Regions from separate parts of the Sus scrofa genome. Here region 2 is linked to region 1. A link is a contact called in public promoter capture Hi-C data. All regions are on one chromosome and are shown on one strand. The core of a region is the stretch at or near the end of the contact, and the rest is flanking DNA. Distances in the headings are between cores, read along the strand shown. Region 1 holds the start of RASA2 (ras GTPase-activating protein 2). Region 2 has its middle 27 kb from the start of PCOLCE2.

Region 1 (5,598 bases), core at 970-3,469:
TTTTTTAATTAAACAGACACTCCATGACTTGAGCTATAAGCTGAGCAATTCAAAAAGCAAGAAACTGAGACAACAGATACAATACTTCCACTCTATGATTAAAGAGGTAGTATCATTCCCAGCAACTGGATGTTCAATCTCCAAGTCTGGGCAGTGAGGTTGCTCTAAGCCACAGAAACAAAGCTCTGTTTTTTTATTTGTAGGCCCAAGTTTCACTCAGTGATATCACTTACTGTGCTATCTTTGCTGTGGAGTAGGTTAAAGTGCAGGATAGCTAAGTCCTTCTGGAAAGAACCCAACCCTAAATCTCAACTCCAAGATATGTATATATCTAGTTCCACAGCATAACCTGCAGCTATGTAAATCAGTGAGGCTCCAATGGAAACTGCCTAGCATTAAGTGGTGACTAACAAATAAAGTAGTAAAAAGTTGGAAAATTAGATTGGGAGGGTGCTTTGGCCCATTCATGTATAGTTTTCCCAAATATTAAATTAGATATATGCAAATATTAAGCATAAGACTTAATTTGAATACTGAAAAGATTTTATACCCTAGAAGGTTGTGTTGGGAACTTTAATATAGACAAGATCTTCTTCTCAGGTGTCATTTTTCCAGGTTTTAAGAACTGTACCTCTCTTAAGAACCCCAGGACTATTTCTGGGAATAAAAAGGTGAGAGAATTTAACAGTCTGCTTCTGAGGTTTAATAAAATCTGAAATACTTGAAAGGAGGAGTAACTTGAAAGAGGAAAGTGGGAAAATCCAAGCTCAATTAATAATACCACTATTCGGGAAGAGGAAATTTTTACATCCTGCACAAGAAAGAGCATTGTTAACCATTTTAATGCAATTCGATTTTCATCATACAGAGTAAAAAGTACTCCTCATAACTAAGGGTTATTTACATGAAACATGTTTCTAATCTGAGGATACTGAATCAAGAAAGCAAAGCTAATTTTCCACAAACGCGAAAATAAGTTCTATCGATATATTTTACAAACAACATAAAGGGGAAAAAAAGTGTTTCCTCTGAATAAACGACTGGGAAAAAAAAAAAAAAAAAAAGCCATCTGACGCCAAAGGATCATTTAAAAAAATAAATGTCCAAATGACTGAACTCAAATGGTCTATAGTAATGCTCAGGGCCTCTGAGCAAAAATTCGAAGGCAACTAGGCTGGTCACTCACAAAAGTAACAATCACATGCATGAGAAAGAAAGGAATTAAGTGGGTTAAGTGCGGGCTGGATGACTGTGTTTTGAGACCTGCTCACAGGAAGCCACTACATCCTGCCTGAAGTCCCCGTCAGTCACGCTGTCTCTCGATTCAAGTCCCCGCCGCAGCGAGGTGGGGCGAGTACAGGTGTCCGGCCCCAGCCCCTCCCATCGCGCTCACTCGCGAGCACCCTTGCTGAGGCCACTCGAGTCCCAGGGTAGCCCTTTTCCTCCACTCTGGGCGCCGTTTCCAATGTCGCCCCGGCTCTGGAGCCCAGAAAACATGCAGCCCCCTCCCCTCGGGCCACCCCACTCCCCGCCCTCCTCCTCCGGCCGCGCCTCCTGGTAATTACCGCCCGGCTCCCACCAACCGGCCGCTCCCGACGCCCGCAGCCACCCGGAGGCCTGCGTCGGAGGGCGGCCGGAAGCGCCTCACGCCCCCAGCCCGCGCCCCCGGCCGCACCCCGCGTCGGGGCGTCCCCGCGCCCAGGCCGCGCCCCAAAGGCGAGCCCCTGGCGCCAGCGCTGCCCGAGAGCCTACCCCCACCCCGGCAAATCCCCGGCTTTCCACTCCCTCACGAGAGGGGTAGCCCCAGCCCACACCGCCCCGTCCGGGCGACGCCTCCCCCAACACACACCCCCCTTCCAGCCTCCCTGTGCCGGCCCTCCCCGCGCGCCCTGCCCAGCCCCGGCCCCCGCCCGGGCCCCTCTCCGCCCAGTGATCCCAGCGCGGCTCGGCGCCGCCACCCCCGCGCGCCCGCCGCCCACTCAGTCCCGCCGCCGCCGCCGCCGCCGGGTGGGTTCCCTCAGTCCGGCCGCGCTTACAGATCTTGCCCCGCAGGCTCTGCAGCACTCGGACCTCGCGACTGTCCTCGTCCCCGGCCTCTGGCTCTGCCGTCGCAGTCGCCGCCGGCGCCTCGGAAGAAGCCGCAGCAGCAGCAGGCGCCGCCGCCGCCATGGTGCCGCCCGGCCTGTGCCGCAGCCCCGCCGCCTGCGTAGCCGGGCGAGGCGGAGCCCAGTCGCGGCCTCCGCCAAGGCGAGCCGCGCGCCTGGCCCCGCCCCCCCGGGCCTCTGCCTGGTTCGCCCCGCCCCGCCCCACCGCCGCCCCGCCCCCGCCCCACCCGAGCCTAGTGGTCGCCGTCCCCACTCCACCGAACCCCGGCAGCTCTGCTCGAACTCATCTCTAGACATTCCTCTTCTCGGCCCCATAAAAGGTTCTAGCACAAGTGCGACTCCAAGTCGGGACTCTGAGCAGCCTCAAAATTCCACTGAGGGAAAACCCTGCCCTTTCGAGGTTCTCCAAATCCCCCTGGGAATTAGCCTTTCCGCGCCACACCCCCACCACTAGCAGATTTCCACATCTAACACTCAAGGGAACTCCAAGTGGGAAGAAAATAGAATGGAATTTGACAGTTGCGTGGACCTCAAAACTACCTTATTCAAAAGGAGCTAAGAGGCGCCTTAGAGACTCCCCCCTCAAGCCACACGCCCCCCCCACACACAAATTCTTACTTTTAAGTAAGAACACTGTTTTGCAAAAGGTAATTCAAAAACAAGTCCATACTCCCAATCACAACTTGAGTACAGCGCCTGAGACCCTCCCACAGAGAAACTTTGAAGCCTTTCCCACCACTTGTGTGTTTTGGAAACTGAGAGCAAAGAAAGGTCAGACTCCATTCCCCCCCCCGCCCCGCCCCGCCCCGCCCCCCGCAGCCCTAAACGAGCTTGATAAAAGTTGATTGACACTAGGAAATTCATAAATCTTTGACTAGCTGTTAGCTTTACTTCAAGGGAACTTTTTGCAGTGAGTAAACTGCATGAATAATACCCTGGTATGTGAGGAGGAAGATGATTTCCTAGTCTTGAGGTTAACTACACTGCCTTAAGAAGGAAGAAACTGTGACTTAATAGGGCAGGGTAGTCGTTTTCTAGGGCAACAGTAGGACTCAATCTGACAACAAATATTTTATGAGGGTCAGACTTAACAATAGATAGTGTCAGAGACTGCACAATGTCAAGGTGAAGATAGCCCCAGCTCTCCAGCAGCTCAGAATTCAGGGAAACACAGAAAAAGACATAGGGACCAGGAGAAAAGAATAAGGTGATTAAAACTGGGAAGTCAGGAAAGAACTTCCTGGGAAATGTAGAGATGAACTGAAGACAACAGGGGAGAGGCAGAAATGTGCCAAGGAACAGAAGCCACTTGTCCAAAGGCTGGACAGCCAGAGAGAATGGCCTTGGTATATGTCTGTGGCCGGGGAGTGACACTTCCAATTCTGCTTGTGTTGCCAGTGATTTTACACACGTTGGAGCAAGTGAACATACCTCCTCTTATATGAATGTTTTGCTGTCATTTCAAACAATAAATCCAAAACTTAATTCCCTATCTTCCTTTCCAAATCTGAATTCATAGCCATATTCTGTTATCTGAGCTAGAGACTGACTCTTTTTTGAATCCCTTGTCCCCATACAGTTTTCAATTGCCACATCCTTCTGACTCTGCTAAAATATCTTTTCTCTCTTCCTTCCTTTCCATTCATTCCCTATCAACATGTTATAGTGGGGTTTTTTTTGTGAGTTTTATTTTCAAAAAGAAAGAGACAAAGCTGGGTTGAAGCCTAATTCTATCCTTTTTACATGCAACATTTGGGCAAGTTAATCTTTCTGAACCTGTTTTTTAACAGTAAAATAGGAATGTTGTATACTTACTCTTCCTTCTTTAGAGGGTGATTATTGAGCATGTATGTGGAGGAATGCTGGGCAGTTAGCAAATAGAGGAATGCTGGGCAGTTAGCAGAATTAATTCAGTAAACGTCACCTCCTGCTCTTGACTGGAACTCTTGTCACAGGTCTCCCATCCCTCTCATTCCTCCTGCACACCACTTAAATTAATCTTTTTAAAGAAAAATTGGAGTTTGTCACTTTGCTCAAGAAAGCATCACTGGCTTCATTTATCCCTTCAGCCAGCAAGCCAGCTATACTACAGGTCATGAAGAATACTAGAATGACTAAAAGTTCAGATTCCTAGGGCAAGTTTTCAGGGTTGGTCCTGGACCCGGCCTACCTAACTTCTCTTATCTCTGGCTACACTGAGCCACTTGGAGGGCTTCCTGCCTCGCCAAATGCTGCCCCATCCCTTACATTTCTTTCTTTCTTTCTTTTTTGTCTTTTTAGGGCCACACCTTTGGCATATGGCAGTTCCCATGCTAGGGGTCAAATTGAAGCTGCAGTTACCAGCCTACAACACAGGCACAGCAACGGGGGATCTGAGCCATGTCTGCGACCTGCACCACAGCTCATGACAGCGCTGGATCCCTAACCTACTGAGTGGGGCCAGGGATCGAACCCGCATCCTCAAGGATACTAGTCAGGTTCGTTACCACTGAGCCACAATGGGAACTCCCATGTCTCTCTTTCTTTCACAGTTTCTGATTTGTACCTGTTTGTGGCATTGATCATTTTCTACCTGCTGTCATGCACCTGTGTACTTGTTTATCTCTTCTTCTAGATTCATTTTTTTAACTCTCCCAATAAATAGCTGTTAAATGAATGATTTGAATCATGTTAGCTCTCTTACTTCCTCCAGTTCGCAGACTTGAAATTTTCCTGTTTTGGAAATTCTGATTTGTACTTATTATCCATTTTCATACCTGTCCAAATGGTTAAAATGGTAATAGGAAAACTTAACAGCACCCTATAATTTTGTTTGTTTGTTTATATGCACCTACAATATATGGAAGTTCCCAGGCTAAGGGTTGAATCGGAGTTGTAGCTACCAGCCTAGCCACAGCCACAGCAATGTGGGATCTGAGTCTCACCTGCGACCTACACCACAGCTCATGGCAACACCGGATGCTTAACCCACTGAGAGAGGCCAGAGGTGGAACCTGCATTCACATGGATACTAATCTGGTTTTTAATCTGCTGAACCACAATGAGAACTCCAACATCCTATAATTTCAAATTAAAAGCTTTTAAAGATTTGTTCTTCCCTTCAAAATATCTGATTCTCTTAATATCCAGATTCTCCTAATTTCCTTTCTTTTTACTAGCTTAACTCCAAATCTATAACTCTATCAGTAAATTGTATGAAACAATTCCATGTGGAGTACACAATGACATTTTTTCCCTCCCAAGCAGCCTTCCTGCTGCAGATTGAAGAATTATGATACTCTTTCACTAAAATGCAGAAACTCCATTTTTTCATCTGAAATCATTCCCAATTACTCTAATTCTGAATAAACATAGAAGGACAGTAATATTCTTTTTCTGGTACTGGTCTGGCTTGCAGAGATTTTTAGCAGAGTCAGTGTTTCCTTGATGAAAGATATTTGGGAAATAAAGTTTTGTAAAGACTCAGAAGATCTACTCACAATACTATGACCAG
Region 2 (5,534 bases), core at 1,812-4,311, 1.4 Mb before region 1:
AGGGCACACTGTTGCTTCCCCGCACAATAAGACTATGGTGTGGAGCCACAGAGCTGCCCCAGCTGAGCAGACTGCCCCCTGCTGCTCGGGTGTGAATCTGCCCACAAAGCTGATGGTGGGACATTAACCCTCACTTTACCTTCATCTTCTTCTTTTATTCAGAGATGGATAGTTAACTGAAATGACAGCTCCATGAGGACTAGAACTTTGTCTTGTCAGCACTGCTCCCCAAGAACAGAACAGGGAGCACCACATTTTTGTTAAATAAAAGAGTGCGGCATCACTTGGCATGTATGGGTGTGTGCATGTGTTCCTGTTTCTGCGTGTCTGTCCAAGCATCCTCAGTTCTCAGCATAAGACGGGACCCCATTAAAGGCAGACGTCATGTATCTTGCTTCCTTCGCATCCCCCCTTCTCTTACCTGCCAGCAGTGCCAGAGACCCCATGGTCGCAGACTGATTAACCAACTGACTACAAGGTCAAGACTCAAAACACTATTCTGATGAACTGAAAAATGGCCAAGGAGTTAGAACTCAAAAAAAAAAAATAGCATTCTAAAAAATCTCTTCTTACCCTCTTATTGATTTCTTTTGGAGGGAGGGCTACTCACTAGAAAATAAAATGCTCAACTTATTAAAAGACACTCTTGGGAATTCCTGTTGTGGCGCAACAGAAACGAATCCGACTAGGAACCATGAGGTTGCAGGTTTGATCCCTGGCTTTGCTCAGTGGGTTAAGGATCTGGCATTATGGTGAGCTGTGGTGTAGGTTGCAGGTGCGGCTAGGATCTAGTGTTGCTGTGGCTCTGGTGCAGGCTGGCTGCAACAGCTCCTATTGGACCCCTAGCCTGGGAACCTCCATATGCTGCTGGTGTGGCCCTAAAAAAGGACAAAAGACAAAAAATAAAAAAATGAAGATAAATACATAAATAAAAGACACTCTTCTGATAATATTTGCCAAAATTTAATAATTTATTGGTCATTTATATAACTGATGCCTGGAAATACAACTATGTGTCAGTATTACTAAAGATTATATTCAAATTAGAACAGGAGGGAGTTCCCTGGTGGTCTAGTGGTTAGGACTCAGCACTTTCACTTAGTCTGGGAAATGAGATCCTGCATTTTCCTGGTCTGAGAAATGAGATGCTGCATCAAGCCCCTGATTGCCATGACCAAAAAAGAAAAAAGAAAAAAAAAATTAAAAAGCCTAAAAGAGTAGTAAAAGAGGGAGAATGTCACGTTTAAAGGATCTGAGGAGTTCCCGTCGTGATGCAGTTGTTAACGAATCCGACTAGGAACCATGAAGTTGCGGGTTCGACCCTGCCCTTGCTCAGTGGGTTAAGGATCCAGTGTTGCCATGAGCTGTGGGGAAGGTTGCAGATGCGGCTCGGATCCAGTGTTGCTGTGGCTCTGGCGGAGGCCGGCGGCTACAGCTCCGATTCGACCCCTAGCCTGGGAACCTCCATATGCCGTGGGAGCAGCCCAAGAAATGGCAAAAAGACCAAAAAATAAATAAATAAAAAGTAAAGGATCTGAGCAGCTCAGATAAGATGTTCTTTCACAGATAAATAATATAGAATATTAAAGGCCCTAAAGATTACACAATCCAGCCTCAGTTTGTAAATAAAGATGCCAGAGTCCAGAGAACATAAGACTTCTGTTCAGTCTCACAGTGTATGAGGAGAGCCAGGACCAGGAGTCAGCAGCCCTCACTTTTACCCTTTTACTTCCCCTATATGACCAAGCTTCTAAAGTACGGGGAATGTATACATGTAAGGATAACCTGACCCCCTTGCTGTACAGTGGGAAAATAAAAAAAATAAATAAATAAAGTACGGGGAAATGGCTCTTTACTTGTTTATTGTATCAACTTTCTTAAAGTATTTAAGCAAGGTGCTCCAGACTTACAGCTGTTTATGGTGACCATTGACTCAGTGAAAAAGAAATTTAAAAGATATCCCTACGTGGGCAAATAACAAGATACTGATTAATAAAGACTTGAAGATATCCTTAAGAACAACTTGTTTATAGCATATACATTTACAATGTAAAATTTAAAAATATTTATTGAGCATCTACCATGTATATGACATGTAGTTATTCCCTTTATACACTACTGAATGAATAAATAATAGACACACTTACATAACATACACCATGTTCCAGTCTCTGCTCTAAATACTTTACATCCATTAATACACCGATCTTCACAACACCCTGCTATTATCATCAGCCCCATTTTACAGATGCGGCAATTGAGGCACAGAGAATTTCACCAAGATCACGGAGTGAATAAGCAGATCTCTACTAATCTGATCATCTGGCACTATATGCTGTGAAAACTATGATCCACTTCTTGTTTTAAGGAACATAAATATAGGAAAGGTGAATGCCAGTGCAGATTTAAGGAACAGTTAAAGAGGAGTATAACGTTCACCAGGCAGGACATAGAGCTGAGGGAACTAAAGCAGACCTCTTTGGGTCTAAGTGGCAGAAACAAGAAAGAAAGAAAGGAAGGAAGGAAGGAAGGATGGATGAAAGGAAAGAGAAAGAAAAAGGAAGGAAGGAAGGAAGGAGGAAAAGAAAGGAAGGAAGAGAAAAGGAAGGAAGGAAGAGGGAGGGAGGAGAGAAAGAAAGAAGAAAATGCTATTTACTTGCTGTCTGTTTTTGCTGTTATGGGTTAATTTGCGTTCCCCTCAAGCCGCAAAATTCATATTGAAGTCTTAACACCTGAGACGCAGTTTTCCTGAGTCTGGAACCTCCTGGGGGTCACTTACCTCAAAGAGTAAACCTGGCTTCTGCTGGGGTGGGAGAAAGGGAGTCATCTGGCTGCTGAGTGAGGGAACTTGGGGATCTGATGGCTCCCTCAAAAGACTTTCCATAAACCTCCTATTTGCAGCCCTGCCTCCTGCTCTCTCTTTCAGAAGAATCTGTGCCCCCTAGTCCCAGGGCCCTTCTGGGATGTTGTACTGATCTGGCTTCCTTCTTAATAGCTTCCCATCTGCAGACATGCAGGTTTCTGTTTTCCTAGCCCCACTGGGTTAGTCATCATTCATCTAGTCCTTGTCCCTGTTCCCCACAGGGTTGACATTGACTCTTCACCCCTTTACTCTGTCCTTGTGGATGTGGGGCTGTCATTTTCGCGGAATTTTGGAAGGGATCAAAGAAAAGTGTATGTTTTTAAATGGAAATGTTTAACCACCAGAAGTCTATTCTGGGGATTTTCAAATAATCCTCTCTGAGCATGCCACAGGGACTGCCTTCCAGCTCGGGGTGGGGGTAGGGGTGGGGGTGGGGTAGGGGTGTGGGGGCAGAAAGGAGAACGGAGGAAAAAGCATGGGCAGGCACTGGCTTCCACCCCTATATCAAGCAGAATATTTCTGGTTTTTTGTTTTGTTTCATATTTTAGGCTTCTCAGATTTCATTTGGAGAAGGAAAAAAAAAAAGCATTTAACTAAAAATAGAAAACCTTAAAAACCACTGCACAATACCAGGATGCTGCCTCCATATTTTATAGGGTTGTAATCATAGTGTACACCCAGTTTGGTATTCTGGTTTTGTTTATTTATTTATTCTACAGTATATTGCATTATAAACATATTTTCTTATTCCTGTAGCTTTTTTAGTACCACTTTCTTAACCCAGTGCCTGGCATATAAATCCTTGGTAGACTGAGATTGAATGAATGAACGAATGACAATATTTTTTTTGGCTATACAGGCAGCATGTGGAAGTTCCCAGGCAAGGGATCAAACATGTGCCACTGCAGTAACCAGAGCTATGGCAGTGACAACGCCAGATCCTTAACCAGCTGAGCCACAAGGGAATTCCGTAATTACAATATTTACTAGCTGCTGTTTCTAATCTTTTTATTATAGTAATGATTTCTGTTAAATACATGCATTCATTCACCTCACACATATTTGTTTAATACCTACTATGTGCCATGCACTGGTGAATGGTACTGGGAATATGGCGATGAATAAGCTGGCCATGGTCCTTTCCACACCAAGCTTACAGTCCAAAAGAGGAATCTGGCAAGGGATTTGGCTAGTACAGAAGCATAGATGTTATAGGAAACAAAAAAGACTGAACAAAAATTGGAGCCTTTAGTAAAGGCCATTAGTCTAGACTTGATAACCTGGAAAGGCCCCCTGGAGGAAGAGACCAAGGAAAATCATTTGCAAAATAAACAGGATGTGCCAAGTACAGAAAAGAAGACAAACTCTCCACGCAGATGAAGCAGCAGGTGCATGACTGGGCACAGAGGCGATGGTGGCACATCCCAGGACCTGGAAGTGATTCAAGATGACTGGAGAGCAGTGTGCACATGGGTAAAAGTCCAGATATAGCCCAAGAGGCAGATAGGAGCCAGGAATTAAAGATCTGATGAACTCCCTACATTTGGCCTGCATCCTGTGGCCAATGGGGACCATTAAACCTTCTTAGAGTAAAACCCATTTGCCATTTCAGGGTCAAATCTACAGATCCTATAGGGCCTATAAGCTGTGATGAGTCTGCAACTCATCCCTAAGAGAAATGGGTACCATTAAGGGGACAATATTTGCATTTCGATAAAAAACCCCAATCTGATTGCAATGTGAAGAATGGAAGGAAAAAGAAGACCATTTAGGACTAACAGAGAATATAAGAGAACGGCAAGGGGGATGAAGAAAGTCAGATGGGTTCAAGGAACAGGCACAGGTAAAAGCAATAAGCCTTTGCGGCTGGGTGTGGGAAGCAAATGAGAAGAAAGAGGGTCAGATGACCCCGGACTTCTGGCTTCAGCAATGCATGGATCGTGGCACCATTTATTAAGACAGAGATCACAGGATGGGGGAAGCTGATGAGTTCAACTGGGCACATTGGGATTAAGACGGCTGAGGAACATCCAAGTAAATTGCCTATAAAGTAAATACAAATGTCACTCAGAAGCAGGTGGGGCTCTAGGTATCCTCAGCATGGAAGCGGTTAAGGTAGGTGGAACTGAAGAGGAGAAGTGCAATCCCTCAGGAAGAGATGGGAGAGAGGAGCTGGTACGTGGTCAGATAGATCCCCAAGGGTCCTGATGGTTCAGGATGGGCACAGGAAGATGAGCCTCCTCAGGAGCTGAGAAAAGAGCAGCCACTCACGGTGTTGGAGGAAATCCAAGGAGGCTCTGGGCTGTGGAAACCGAGCAAAGACAGTGCAGGAGGAAAGGTCAGTGTGTCAACGTGATGTGACCTGCAGAGGGGCATCAGGAATGTTGCTGGTGCCCTCAATAAGGCAGCTCCAAGCAGAATGCCAGGCTGCAGCAGTTCAGAAACCTCTGAATTTCAAAGTATTTAGGCAAGACTTTCAAGAAATATGACTGAAAGAGAGAAGAGAGCGGGGAGGCCTGGCTGAAGGGGAAAAGCTAGCAACCAACCAAACAAAACCGACCAACCACCCCGATAAACAAACAAAACTCCCTAATCTATTTACAACTCAGGGTTCTCCAAAGTTTGGCTCCAACCAGCTTATTTCCTATTATTCTCCCATTGTCACCCTGGG

What was found. Promoter capture Hi-C pulls out the DNA fragments that hold promoters and counts their contacts.
Region 2: a contact with region 1 is called in a promoter capture Hi-C map of fetal liver, with 17 times the contacts expected there. The contact joins the enhancer-like site here to the promoter of RASA2 in region 1. A contact is called at or near these places in 5 of 5 promoter capture datasets (fetal liver, fetal skeletal muscle, liver and 1 more) and 13 of 47 Hi-C or Micro-C datasets (alveolar macrophages, blood, differentiating spermatogonia and 9 more).

What each region holds. Positions count from the first base shown.
Region 1 is chr13:82,226,759-82,232,356 of Sscrofa11.1, reverse strand. It overlaps RASA2 (ras GTPase-activating protein 2), which reads right to left and starts at 2,219. Exons shown (of 24, transcript XM_021069545.1): 1 at 2,037-2,219. The coding sequence starts at 2,169.
Region 2 is chr13:83,617,493-83,623,026 of Sscrofa11.1, reverse strand. No RefSeq gene overlaps it. Among named protein-coding and RNA genes, the nearest start is that of PCOLCE2, 27 kb to the right of the region's middle. Within about 2 kb of position 3,061, at least 2 of the 83 cell types and tissues checked have an H3K27ac peak or open chromatin away from gene starts, as enhancers often do. A contact at or near this core is called in fetal liver, where this site is marked.